Linked DNA regions of Mus musculus: region 1 is linked to region 2. The links are chromatin contacts, called in public HiChIP or PLAC-seq maps. All regions are on one chromosome and are shown on one strand. Each heading gives the region's core, a stretch centred on a gene start, on an enhancer-like site or on the middle of the called end of the contact. The rest is flanking DNA. Distances are from core to core; before and after follow the strand shown. Region 1 holds the start of Akap5 (A kinase (PRKA) anchor protein 5). Region 2 overlaps Gm34717 (a long non-coding RNA gene).

The links. HiChIP or PLAC-seq counts read pairs in DNA pulled down with a chosen protein or histone mark.
Region 1: a contact with region 2 is called in an H3K4me3 HiChIP or PLAC-seq map of bone marrow-derived macrophages, with 5 times the contacts expected there. The contact joins the promoter of Akap5 here to the enhancer-like site in region 2. A contact is called at or near these places in 1 of 39 promoter capture datasets (the HPC-7 cell line), 1 of 115 datasets of contacts at active chromatin or transcription factors (bone marrow-derived macrophages) and 1 of 9 other capture datasets (embryonic stem cells).

Annotation. Positions count from the first base shown.
Region 1 is chr12:76,320,362-76,327,346 of GRCm38.p6, reverse strand. It overlaps Akap5 (A kinase (PRKA) anchor protein 5), which reads right to left and starts at 2,456. Exons shown (of 2, transcript NM_001101471.1): 1 at 2,358-2,456. It overlaps Gm40443 (a long non-coding RNA gene), which reads left to right and starts at 4,183. Exons shown (of 3, transcript XR_001780628.2): 1 at 4,183-4,915.
Region 2 is chr12:75,687,406-75,694,458 of GRCm38.p6, reverse strand. Gm34717 (a long non-coding RNA gene) reads right to left here. Exons shown (of 3, transcript XR_381697.2): 3 at 6,195-6,212. Among named protein-coding and RNA genes, the nearest start is that of Gm40890, 11 kb to the left of the region's middle. Within about 2 kb of position 4,733, at least 16 of the 459 cell types and tissues checked have an H3K27ac peak or open chromatin away from gene starts, as enhancers often do. A contact at or near this core is called in bone marrow-derived macrophages, where this site is marked.

The sequences.
Region 1 (6,985 bases), core at 1,207-3,706, 640 kb before region 2:
TTAATATAAACTGTATCATATGGTGCATGCATTCCACAGAAAGTACATACTACAACAACTTAGGGCTAAAAAGCGAGGCTTGGTTTTACCCTATCAAAAAGATTTGAGTGTGAACTCATTTTGCTCAGATTTTGTTTGAGGTCACTCTGCTAGTGTGCCCAGTTATCTTCTCCAAGAATTGTTTATGGTCCCATATGGAAAGTTTAGCAAATAACAAGAAAAGAGAGGGCAGTGTGGTAGGGAAGCCTGAGTACTGTCTCATCACATACCACGAAGAACGCTGGTACTACGAGGGACATGGGAGATGGCTCACGATGAATTAATGATCAACGTGAGCTCCCAGTGGGCAGCTAGAGCTTGCAGAAAGCCTTCAGCTAGATGAGGACCTAGCCAGAGTTAGAAGTAGAAAATCTGACTCTCTGGTGTTCGTTCTATTGTAGCATAAGGTTTCTGTTCTAAAAATGTACATACATTTCACCAAGGAGGCGCTACTTTCCATACATACTCTCAGAAAAAAAAAAAATCTAGCATCGCTGTCATTCTCTACTCTTAAAAGTCGTTGTGTAACTTTGACATCTTCAGTGAAGTGCCTGCTACTCATGTTTCCCCACTGTAACTGCACACAGCTGGAGGTAAGTTAGTGACGGTTCCAGCCAACGTCGGTTGCGCGACTCCCGTGTACGAGGCAGCAGCGCTGAGCACTTTCACATACATCTCTAACCTGCACCGCAGTGTTGCAGAGTGAGGAGGTGGTGATATCTCCATCTGCAGTTAAGCAGTCTGCCTGCCTGAGACTACAAAGCTTGTCGGTGGCAACAGCGCTCAGATTTAACCCAAGACTGCCTGTTTCTGAACTGCGTTCTTTCACTGCGCCTCGAGGTCCAAGAGAAAGTAAATTGCTTTAAAATGCTAATCTGAGGCTGCTTGTGACCACGCGTGACTGTAATTCCAGCAAGTGGGAGGTGGAGGCAGGAGTCTCAATCAAGGCCATCCACAGAGCTACATAGTAGAGTTGAAGACAGCACCAGCTACGTGAGACCCTGTCTCAGAAAAACATGTAAAACTAAACTGACACATAGCTTAGTGACAGAACATTGGCCTAACGTGCCACAAGATTCTGGGTTTGAGCCCCAGTGCCACCAAAAAAAGTAATAGTCCACAGAATGGCAAGGCTTAAGGAATGAGGACCTGGAATGACTAGCTAACAACAGCTCCGTGCATTTTAGGTGCTGAGCCCTGAGTTAGGCGCAGGGGAGCCTTTCATGCATATTCTTCACAGAGCTTTCACTTGGGTACCAGTTCCCAATTCTCTGTAGAACTGGAACCCTGAAAAACCGTTTTAAGAGCTAAGGCTTTTCTTTTGTTTTTTTAAGGGTAAGTATTGAAAGCTTCATCTTTCTACAAAGAAACATAAAATTCTAGAATGATGGGACCAGTATAACATTTGCAGTCTCTCCTCACACACCCTAGCACTAGAACTAGAACCCAGTCTTAATGGCTTCCACGTCTTCTTTCCCTGAGCCTCCAGCGCTCTAGAGATCATTCCTTCTAAGTGTGTGTATTAATAGAAGAAATATTCAAATGAGATTATATTCCGGAAAGTCTCTGAAACTAACCTAAATGGCCTAGATGGTTGCACGAGAGGTTTCTTTTAATGTACATCACTGTAGAGATCAACACCCCAACAAGTGTAGGCGAGGCAGGGAAAGGATGCAGCCTGCAGGCATTAAAACTTTGCAGAGTGTTAAGACTGCAAATGATTCACCTTTACCTTCGAGAGGACCATTATTGTCTTGGAAACCTTAAAGTCCCTGCTGTCCTTTCCTGGCAGAATCTCCTGTCCAAGACCACAGAAAACAACCACCACCCTTCTCCCCTTGAGCAACAGAGAGCAACCACTATCTGAACAGAGCAAGGAACCCTTCCCAGCACTAGACACGAACCGCGAAGCTTCCTCCTGGAGGAAGGATTCTCCAAGCTTGACGCCCCTATGGCAGGAGACAGAGCTCAGGATAAAGTGCTCAGAAAGGAAAATACCGGGGGCGTGGAATAGATAGCCCAGCTTCAAGCTATCTGCAGAACTATCATAGCCCGGAGCCGAAAATCACAGTTCCCCAGAAAACCCCTAAAGGAAAAGGGTTAGGTAGGCAGCCGGTGCCAAAGCAGCAGCTGCAACTCGTGCGAAGCGAGCGGGCGGCAGAACAGCCCAGGGTCACCCACCTGGAGCCGTCTGAGGATCGGCGACCTTGCAGTCGTGTCCCTCACAATCTGGTGACCAGGACCCGGGGTCTGCCGCCGTTACCAGGGCTCAGTGCACCAGATTCTGACCCAGAGCCTCTAGTCTTGCCTCTACTTACCCAGATCGTCGCGGTCTCTGGCCAGCTCTGCTCCCGAGGTCGAGGAGCACGGGCCCAAACAACGGAGAGCCCCGGAGACCGCGGAGCGCGCAGCCCTCTGCAGAGGGACCGCAGCCGCGCGCCCCCTCCCCAGCGCGGAGAGAGACAGCTGGTCGCGCCAATGCGCGTGGAGCAGTGGGGCGGGGCTAGGGCCGGGGGCGGGGTGAACTCAGCCAGCCACCTGCCAGCCGACTGCCCAGCGGCCTGGGAGAGACCTCCGTGCTCCCGCCCCGGACGCATCACCGCTGCATAAAGACATCAGGACCAGGGTGGAGGGACCACTAAAGCAAAGCAGGAGGACTGCAAGAGGGTAGAAACCCCTCATTTCCTGAGACGCACATCCGTAAAAACCTTGTTTGAATTTATAAGGCTCCCACCGTGAATCCCCCCTGGAACATTAAAGACAAGGTAGAAAGCATATCTACAGATAAAGATTGATGGGAAAGATGGCTCAGCGGTGAACAGCACGTATTTCTCTTCCAGGGGGTTTAAGATCGATCCCCATACACCCACATTAGGCGGCTCACAACCACCTGTAACCAGCCCTAGCTGGATCTTTTGCAAAAACAAAATTAAAAAGCAAGATTCATAACAGTACAGAGACAATAAGGGGCCGGGGGAGGATTTTATTTTATTTATTTTGTCGAGACAGGGTTTGTCTGTGTAGCCTTGCTTGTCCTGGGACTCACTCTGTAGACCAGGCTGGCCTTAAACTCACAGGGATCCACCTGTCTCTGCCTCCAGAGTACTGGGATTAAAGGCCTGTGCCACCATCCACTGGCAGACATTTTATTTGTGTAGCTCTGTACGACCGACCTGAAACTCATTGTGAACCAGCCTGGTATTGAACTCACTGAGATTCACCCACCTCCACCTCAGAAGCTGCACCTGGCTATGGAGAAAATTATATATATATGGTGAGAAACAGAAATAAACTCACTAAACAGAACCTCAACCTGGTACTGGTACAGTCCTCACTCTGGAACAGGAAGGTGTCAGCTCAGGTGGGAACCAGCACAAATATGGCTCTGTGCACACAAAGGTGTGGCCTCCCCAGCTCAGGGCCTGTGGCTTTGGGATGTTTTCAAGCTGAGACCCTGTAAGTCACACACACACTCTGACAGGCTTGTTTCACCATGTCCAAACCTCAGGCTCTGTGCACACCAGGCAAATACCCTTTGCTCCAAATGGGGCTGGAATAGTGAGCACCCTCATCTCCGTCCCCACTTGAGAGGAACAAGGTAAGCAGACCCCAAGGGATGTCCTAAAGGAAACAGTAATCCAGCCGCGGTTCTGATATGAGATGTCACATGGGCCATGTTCTGTGCTCACCTGTCAGCATGGATGTGGTACTCCAGCAGGCCTCAGCCTCCTCCAGGGCTCCTCCTAGCACAGAGCTCGAAAGCCCCAGGGACGCGGAAGAACAAGACCCTGTCCCCTTTCTTAAGTGGACCATGACCTTTGAGAGGTCAATATCAGATGTCCACTTGGGGATGGTTTTTCAAGGAATATATTTTACCTTCCTCAGACTCTCTAGTCTAGATTTACTCCAACCAGACCTGATAAGGAATAAACTCTTAAGGCACAAAACAGACCGGGAGGACCCAGATTCAACTCCCAGCACCCACATGGCAGCTCATAACTGTCTCTGACTTTTTTCCATGGAATATGACTCCCTCACACATGCAGGCAAAACACCAATGTACATAAAAGAAAAATAATTTTAAAAAGAGAGTTCTTGATTTGCAGAGAATCAGAGTTCAATTCCCAGCGCACATTTCAGTTCTCTATAACTGCCTTTAACTCCAGGGGATCCTCTTCTGGCCCCTGTAAGCCCTCTGCGTGCACGCGAGTGCGCACACACACACACACACACACACACTTGCCAGTGTGCGGTTTGGACAGGGTGAAACAAGCCTGTGATCTCAGTACTTAGGAGGTAGAGACAGCAGGATGAGACTTTTCAAAGCCATCCTTGGCTACACAGGGAATCTAAGGCCAGCCTGGACTACATGAGATCCCATCTCAAAAAAAAATCCAAATGAGTTAGCTTTGTTCATCCAGCAAGCACAGATGTGTGAAATGACTTTATACCCGCAAGCCGGTTATATGTTAACCGTTTTTGGTAGTTTTGAACTTGAGACGAGCGGGAAGAAACTCTTAAGCTTTTCCAAATCCAGCAGACCTGGGAGTTGGCGGTCATTTTAGGAGAGGAAGCTCATGCAGATGATTGATGGGGTAACCTGGCTATGATGGGGTAACCTGGCTATCTTAGTAGAAACCACTTGGAGCCAGGTGTAGTAGCTCAATCCCAGGACTTGAGTAGCTAAAGCAGAAGGACCATACATCCCTAGCCAGGCTGCGCTACATCGCAAGACCCACTTGAAAAGAAGAGAAAGCATCGGACAATGAGAGATGCAGGCTGAAAGAGCAGCAGTGAAGAGCATCTTAGAAACTCAAGTGCAGCTCGCCTGCACCGGCTTTGGCCTTAGAAGAATGGGAGCTGACTATAGTCTAAGGTAAGAGGTGGATTATCTCATGCTCTAGGGGAAAATAAGACTTATATGATCAACAACTTATCTGGCATCTTTCTCTCATCCATACACAATGCACCCAGGAAAGAGAATGAGCCGGGGGGAGGGGACGCATATTACTATAAATAAGAATCTGCATTTTGGCTTTTCTTTAGGATATGGCTAGAACTTGAGGCCAGATGTTTGAACAATGTACTGCATGCACAAGAGGAAGAAACCTGTCACTCCTAAACACACTCAAGTGACAGGGCCGCTGAAGCTATTACTGTATTATTGCCTACTACTCCGTCTGAGTTATATAATTAGGAAATGAGCTATAAATACCTCTCCAATCTGATAGAGAACTATCCTCCTCACAGCTTATCTTATTAATGTCACAGATAGAGCGTGCCAGTAAAATAGCCTACGTATGTATCTGAGCTGACTACACCGTCTCTTCCATCCTGGTCCCCATCCTCAGTCGAGGCTTTTAGCTACAAACATGGTCTCGACTCCTCGTTAACAGTTCTTATGTCCTTGAGTCTTCCTCAGAATAAGCCTTCCGCAGCACCTTTCTCTGGCACACCATCTACTGAACCTGTGGCCCCCAGGTCCTTGGTGTTTTGATCTATTTGTGGGCACCAGGAAAGCTGCAGTGAGCCGAGTGCCTTGCTTCTCAGTACATACATTCCACTGTCACCCTTAAATTATGTCTATATGAATCTTCCATGCACAGCATTGGGGGTGCGACAACCAGGAGGCACAACTTCCTTATCAGGGATCCTACCAATAAGGAGAGAGGAGGGCCAGCATGGGAACCCTTGGAACTGGAGGGACGGTGCCAGCCCCAGACTGAAGGGATGATGGGACTTGGGCTGGTGACACCGACAGATCCCCAGTGCACTGACTCTTCTTGGCCGTAGTTATCTTATGCCCTTTTTTCACTGTGGAAATAGCCTCTGCAAGCTTGTACTTGTGACGCCTTTGAGCAAAGATTCCTGCCCATGAGGACTGCTCAGCAGCCACTCTGACCTCATTTCAAGCACCTTGGTTACCTCTTCCTTCTGAAGGCAGGGAATGGACCCAGCTTGGTAGGCACTGCCTTCTAGGAACTGCTGAGAGGCAGCAGAGAGCAGAGGTTTTGGAATAAGGTGACAGCAGGCACCAGCCCTGGAAACCTGAAATGCCTTTCTGTAACATGAGGCTATAAACCTAATTGATTACAATTCACCTACACGCTGCTAGCAGGTGTCAGCTCCTGTTACGAAGCTGGCAACTTCCTTCTGAGCAGTTTCATTGGCAGGAGTTAGCTGTGTGGATGCTTGCACAGAAGTTGCAACGGCACATGAGAATTTCCCATGTGATTTATTTGTGATTGTTTTTGTGATTGTGTGTGTGTAGCTATTGATCAAACACAGGGTCTTACACAGGGCTGGAGGGATGACTCAGTAGTTAAGAGTGCTTGCTGCTCTGTTGTGTAGACTGCAGTTAGGACCCATGTCAGGTGGCTTATAGATGCCTGGAAGTTGAGCCCTCCTTTGCCATTCTCCACCATTGTTTATTTGGACCCATGGGCCTAAGTGTTAACAATGTTGAAGATGCCTGGGGAAGCAGCTCTATCCACAGCAGCAAGGTTTAGCTTTGGTACCAGTGCGGGGCAGAATCTGGAAAGAGCCAATGCAGAAAGACAGGAACAACAGAAGACACAGGATAAGAGACGCGAGGACATTCTAGAAACTTCAAACAAAAACTCACAAGACCATTCTGTATAGAGAGGTAGAGCCCAGGTTCTCAGTGGCAGTCTAGCAAACATTTGCTAAGCCAGTGGAGCAGAAACGGCCCACCCAAAGGAATGTGGCATCCTTGAGGACCTGAAATGGATTCAGCATAGAAGTCTTTTGCCAGAACGGAGAATTAAAATGTGGTACATACAGAAAATGGAATTGTATCCAGCCATGAAAGAAAATGAAATTATGAAAATGGATCATTAAATTAAGTGAGGTATCCTATGCTCAGAAGGCAAAGGTAGCTTTCTCTGCTGCATGCAGAGTCTAGCCTCTAACTGTTAAACAGGTA
Region 2 (7,053 bases), core at 3,484-5,983:
CCTACTTGCCTATCCTTTATTTATTTATTATTATTATTTATTATTACTATTATTATTATTTTTTTTTTTGGTTTTTCGAGACAGGGCTTCTCTGTGTAGCCCTGGCTGTCCTGGAACTCACTTTGTAGACCAGGCTGACCTCAAACTCAGAAATCCACCTGCCTCTGCCTCCCAAGTGCTGGGTTTAAAGGCGTGTGCCACTATGCCCAGCTTTGGCTTCTTTTAAAATTATTTTTGTTCGTATATTTCTTATATTTCTTTATTTGTGGGTGGTGGTGATCATGTGCTACACGTGACTGTCAGAGAACAACTTTTGTGAGCTAGTTCTCTCCTTTCATTATGTGGAACCCAGGGATCAAACTCAGGCTGTCAGGCTTGGTACAAGTGCCTTCATCCACTGAGTCATGTCTCTGGACCTTGTTTGTTTCTTAGAGACAGGATCTTATGTAGCTTAAGCTGGCCTTGAACTTGTTATACAGTTTCAGAATGACTTTTTAACTCCTGAACCTCCTGCCTCCACCTCCCTAGTGTTGGGATTACAGGCACGGATCGCCACCACTGGCCTGATTGTGGACATGTTGCCTGTAGGAAGATGGTGCTGGAAAGGGGGACTCTGGTGAGTGTGGAGGTGTCTATGTATTGTGTGAAGACACTGGGAAAATATGGAAGCAAGGGCCAGCTATAACATTGGAAGGGAGAATGGAGAGATGTAGATCAGTGTTTTCAGTCTCACAAACTATGTTTGGTTGTATTCCCAGAGTATTAAAGAGAGGTGTAGTGACCTTCAAGTGGGGTTCACAAAATGACTTGTTGAGATTCAGCAAGTCAATATTAGAGCTTCTATTTGTGTTTCCTTTACTAATGGCCATTAATATTCAGTATTCAGATGGATGCCTGCATCTTCATGAGATACAGATGGTTATGCAAGTGAGGGGCATTCAAGGGTAAGAGTGTGAGGTTTTTGTGTTTGTTTCTTGCTGTCAGGTTATGGGCACACTGCATGATGATTAAGTAAAGATTTACCCATTACACTGTCTAGCTTTAACTAACCTAAGCTCTCAAAACCAATGCTAGTACCCTGCCTAGACCGCCACAGGACCCTTGATAAGCATCAGTGTGCGCTTCTCTCTCTCCACTTGGGTGAACTGATCTTGAATGTTGGGAGCTACTCAGTTGGAAGGTTGCATCTCCCCCTACTTTTCTACTTCCTTGGCAGCCTATAGGTTGGTTCTGAATGATTATCGACTGCAGAAGGCCAGAAGTCCCAACCTTTGCCAAACTTAGCAAAGACCTGTGTGGTGGTTTGGATAGGAATACCCCTCCCCTCCCCCATAGGCTCATATAGTTAAATACATGGTCATTAGGGAGTGGCTCTTCTTGAGAAGGATAAGGAGGTGTGGCCTTGTTGGAATGGGTGTAACCTTGTTGGAGAAAGTGTACCACTGCGGGTGTGCTTTGGGCTTTCAGATGCTCAAGCCAGGACCAGTTAGTTGCTCTCCGTCTCTCTCTTCCTGCTGCCTAAAGACCTGAATGTAGAACTGTCACCTACTGTCTCTGCCTGCCTGCCGCCATGCTTCCCACCATGGGGATAATGAACTAAATCTCTGAAACTGTAAACCAGTCCCCAATTAAATGGTTTCCTTTATAAGAATTTCCATGGTTACAGTGTCTCTTCATAGCACCAGAACTTTGACTAAGACAACCTGATTGATCTTGCATTTTTGCATAGTCTCTTCCCCATCCTATTGTTTCCTCTCTCTTAAAGGTTTCAACTGAGATCATTCTCAAGAGCTTCGATGGCATAAGAACTGCCATCTCATCTCTGTTTCCTGAGAATTAGGCTAAAACAATGAACATCCAGCTTTAACAGTCATATAGAGATGACAACTGAGATCAATAACACACTTTCTATCTAAAATAATAGATATGTAGATAGATAGATAGATAGATAGATAGATAGATAGACAGACAGATGAATGAAAACAACTTGAAGAGGTTGGAGCTGGAGAGGTGACTCAGCCAGTAAAAACACTGGCTGTTCTTCCTGAGGGTCCAGGGTTTGATTCACAGCACTCCATGACCACATACAACCATCTGTAACTCAAGTTCCAGCGGATTCTATGCCCTCTTCTGGTCTCCTCGGGCACTGAAAACACATACCATACATACATACTGTCTTAGTCAGGGTTTCTATTCCTGCACAAACATCATAACCAAGGAACAAGTTGGAGGGGAAAGGTTTATTTAGCTTACACTTCCACACTGCTGTTCATCACCAGAGGAAGGCAGGACTGGAACTCAAGCAGGTCAGGAAGCAGGAGATGATGCAGAGGCGATGGAGGAATGTTACTTACTGGCTTGCTTTGCCTTGCTCAGCTTGCTTTCTTTTTGTTTGTTTTTTGTTTTTTTGAGACAGGGTTTCTCTGTGTAGCCCTGGCTGTCCTGGAACTCACTCTGTAAACCAGGCTGGCCTCCAACTCAGAAATCCACCTGCCTCTGCCTCCCAAGTGCTGGGTTTAAAGGCGTGCACCACCATGCCCGGCTTTGCTTTCTTATAGGACCCAAGACTACCAGTCCAGGGATGGCACCACCCACAATGGGTCTTCCCACCTTGATCACTAATTGAGAAAATGCCTTACAGCTGGATCTCATGAAGGCATTTCCTCAGTTGAGATGCCTTTCTCCGTGATAATTCCAGCTTGTGTCAAGTTGACACACAAACTCAACCAGTGCACATACATACAGGTAAAGCACACAATAATTATATGCATATATAATGTATATCCTCATATCCACATCCCGTATACATATGTATGTTATATATTTAATATAAAAAAATTAAAGCTGGTATGTACACACACACACACACACACTACACACACCCCATGTGCAAACATGCAATCTCCTAAGGCTTCTCACAAAACAAACAAACAAACAAACAAACAAACAATCAAACAAATCTGTTACTCCATCACTCTCCACAATCCTCACTTTCTGTGTTACTTTATTTTTGACAAAAGGTTTATATATATATATATATATATATACATGCCAGCCTGGTCTCCAATATACAGCTAAGGATGAACTTGAACTCTTGACCCTGTTGTCTTTACTCCTAGACTCCTGGAATTATAGGTATGCCCTACCACACACCCAATTCTTTCCTTCTCAGCATTATCCCAGCATTCATTTTCAGCCACCGTGGCTTAGGGTGTCTACAACAAGTACTGTATTCTGCTGTTCTTTAGTGTGCTATAAGTGCATTGGCTACTTGTCTTGTTGAAGTGCAAAATATCTGACAAAAGCAACTCAGGGGTTTATTTGGCTAGTTAGCCTAGGTTACATAGTAACTGTATCTCAAAGAATACCTTCCACCGTGGGGCAGGGGCAGGGGTGTTGGTGGCAGGCATAGGAGGCAACAGCCTGTCACATTGCATCCAGTTAGGGAGGAGAGACCCATGACTGCTCATGCTCAGGTTTCGGTTTGTTTGTTTGTTTCATTTTGTTTTTACAGGGTATCACTTTGTAGCCCTGGCTGGCCTGGAACTCCCAGAGATCAGCCCTGTCTCTGCCTCCTTTCCCCCTTTTTATTCAGTCTCAGACCCCCAATCCATGTTGGGTGTGTCCTACTTCAGTTAACTCAATCCAGACAAGTCTTCACAGACAACTCCAGAGATTAGTTTCCTCAGTGATTCTAAATCTCACAGCACATGCATTAAATGGAAATCTGCTTTAGATTTTGAGTTGAGAGTCACTGTTCTCAAATCACAGGATCCTTCAGATATTTCCCAGATTCAAGTGTAGACGACAGTGAACACTACCACAAAGTTAGCCGGAAAACCCCTTTGAATGTAACATGATTCTCAGATGAGAACAGGGACTTTAACACTGTCTTCTGGGACCTAGAATGTTTGTAGCATGGAATAGCTGGCAAACACTATTTGAATTGATTCTGTTTAAGGAGAAAGAGGACTGGGGGGGGGGGGGGGGAGAAGCTCAGTCAGTTAGGCACTTGCCTTGCAAGCATGAGAACCTGAGTTTGATTTTTAGAATCTACTTAAAAACTTGGCATAGTGGTGGTTTTTGTGATCCAAGCACTCGGAGGCAGGAGGATGACCCCTGTGGCTTGCTGATGCCTAAGTGGGGAGCCAGTGAGATATCCTGTCTTAAAGGCAGTAGATAGTTTCTCTGAGGACATTCGAACATGTCCTCTCATCACTACATGCACACACATGCATTAAAAATGTTTCTATTTTATTGTTTTATGTGAATGAGTGTTTTGCCTACATATATTGTCTTAGGGTTTTACTGCTGTGAACAGACACCATGACCAAGGCAACTCTTTTTTTTTTTTTTAAGATTTATTTATTTATTATATTTAAGTACACTGTAGCTGTCTTCAGACACTCCATAAGAGGGCGTCAGATCTCATTACAGGTGGTTGTAAGCCACCATGTGGTTGCTGGGAATTGAACTCAGGACATTCAGAAGAGCAGTCAGTGCTCTTAACCGCTGAGCCATCTCTCCAGCCCGGCAACTCTTATAAGGACAACATTTAACTGGGGCTGGCTTACAGGTTCAGAGGTTCAGTCCATTATTATCAAGGCAGGAGCAAGGCAGCATCCAGGCAGGCATGATGCAAGAGGAACTGAGAGTTCTACATCTTCACTGGCTTCCAGGCAGCTAGGTTGAAAGTATTAAATCCCATGCTCACAATGACACACCTACTCCAACAAGGCCACACCTCTTAATAGTGCCACTCTCTAGGCCAAGCCTATACAAACCATTGCATGTATATGTGTGCACTTTGTGAGTGCTTGGTGCCCAAAGAAGTCAGAAGAGGGCCTCTGATTCCCTTGGCTTGGAATTACCAAGTTGTGAGCTTCTACATGGATGTTGGGAATGGAACCTGGGTCATCCAGGTCATCCACAAAAGCAGCAAGCACTTTTAACTAACTGATGAGCCAACTCTCCACACTAAGACCTTTTGTGTGTGTGTGAGACGGGGGTCTTTCTACATAGTCCTGTCTGTCCTGGAAGTGACTACGTAGACTAGGGTGGCCTTCAGCTCACAGAGATCCCTCTGTCTCTGCCTTCTGAGTGTTGGGATTAAAGGCATGTCTCCCTGTGCCCTGCCTGAAACATATTTCAAAGGGAACACATTTGTGATGGTTTAAATCATTATGGGCCCCATAGAATCATGTGTTTGGATGTTTGGCCGGCTGGGAGTGGCACTATTAGGGTTTGTGGCTTTGTTAGAGGAAGTGCATCCCAGGGGAAGTGAGATCTCCTATGCTCAAGCTACCTCTAAAGTAGCAGACACACACTCTCTGCTCCCAAGGGATCAAGATTTAGAGCTCTTAGCGCTTTCTCCAATGCCATGGCTTCCTGGGTTAGAGCATCCCATCAAGATGCTTCCTTTCCATCATGATGGTGATGATGGACTGACCCTCTGAACCTGTAAGCCAATCACAATTAAATGTTGCCCTTTATTAGAGTTGCCTTGGTCATGGTGTCTCTTCACAGCAATGGAAACCTTAACTAAGACAACATTTTCTGCAAATTCCTGGATACAAAAGATGCAGTACTGTAGAACCAAGATTGTGGTTTCATGCCAGCCTGGGCTACACAGTGAGTTTAAGACCAACTTGTGCCCTCGCTAAAAGAAAAAGTAGCAGTTCATATTCTTTTTTTTTTTTTGCAGTTTGGTTTCGATTCCTCATTTTTAAAAAATTGGATATTTTATTTATTTACATTTCAAATGTTATCCCCTTTCCCGTTTTCCCCTCTGTAATCCTCCTATACTATCCCCCCTTACCCTGCTTCTATGAGGGTGCTCCCCTACCCACCCACTCCCCCCTCACTGCCCTAGCATTCATCTACACTAGGGCATCAAGCCCTCACAGGACCAACGGCCTCCCCTCCTATTGATGTCAGATAAATCCCCTCAGCTCCTTCAGTCCCTCCTAACTCCTCCATTGGGGTCTCTGTGCTCAGTCTGATGGTTGGCTGCGAGCATCTGCATCTGTATTGGTTAGGGTCTGGCAGAGCCTCTCAGGAGACAGCTGTATCAAGCTCTGGACAGCAAGCACTTCTTGGCATCCACAATAGTGTCTGGGTTTGGTGTCTGCATGTGGGATGGATCCCCAGGTGGGGCAGTCTCTGCATGGCCTTTCCTTCAGTCTCTGCTCCACTCTTTGTCCCTGTATTTTCTTTAGAAAGGAAAAATTCTGGGTTACATTTTTGGAGATGGGTAGGTGGTCCCATCCCTCAACTGGGGGGGGGGGGCATGCCTAACTTCTGGATATGGTCTCCACAGGTTCTCCCTCCCCTTTTTGGGGTATTTCTGCTAATGTCATCCCTGTGGGGTCTTAAGAGGCTCTTGCTTTCCTGGCATCTGGGACTTTCTAGTTGCTACTCCCAGTTCTTCATCCCCCATTGCTACATACCTCTGTTCAAATTCCTGACCCTCTGTACATCTCCATCTCCTCCCATACCTGATTCTGCCCCTCATTGCCCCCCTCCTCTCTTCCTCCAAAGTCCCTCCTCACCCTCTACTTCCCTTGAATATTTTGTTCCCCCTTCTAAGTAGGATTGAAACATCCTCATTTTTTTAAACCTCCAGTTTCCTAATTCTGGGCAGAGGACTTCTTGTACATAAGAAATGAAGGTCAGAGGCTGGGTGTGAATGCACGGGTAGAGCCTAGTATGCTATAGGTTCTACTCCTGGCAACACGGAACAAACAAAAGGTGAAGGCCAGTCTTGGTGACACAAGCTCAGAATCCCAGCAGTCAGGAGGTAGAAGCATGATTTTGAGTTCAAAGCCAGCCAGGGCAATCTAGGGAGGGACTACAAAACAGAAACCCATCCTAACCATTTCCTCTTACTGGGTGATTTATCTCCAGGACGATCTTCAGCAAATGCAAGACTCAGCAAAGCTTTGTAATCCTTCCCGTTCCTTATCTCAGCTGTCAAGTATGAGAACCTGGGATTTACTTATCTCTGTTCAGAGCATTTTCCCATGGGTTGGGAGCAAAAAGTATTACATAGCC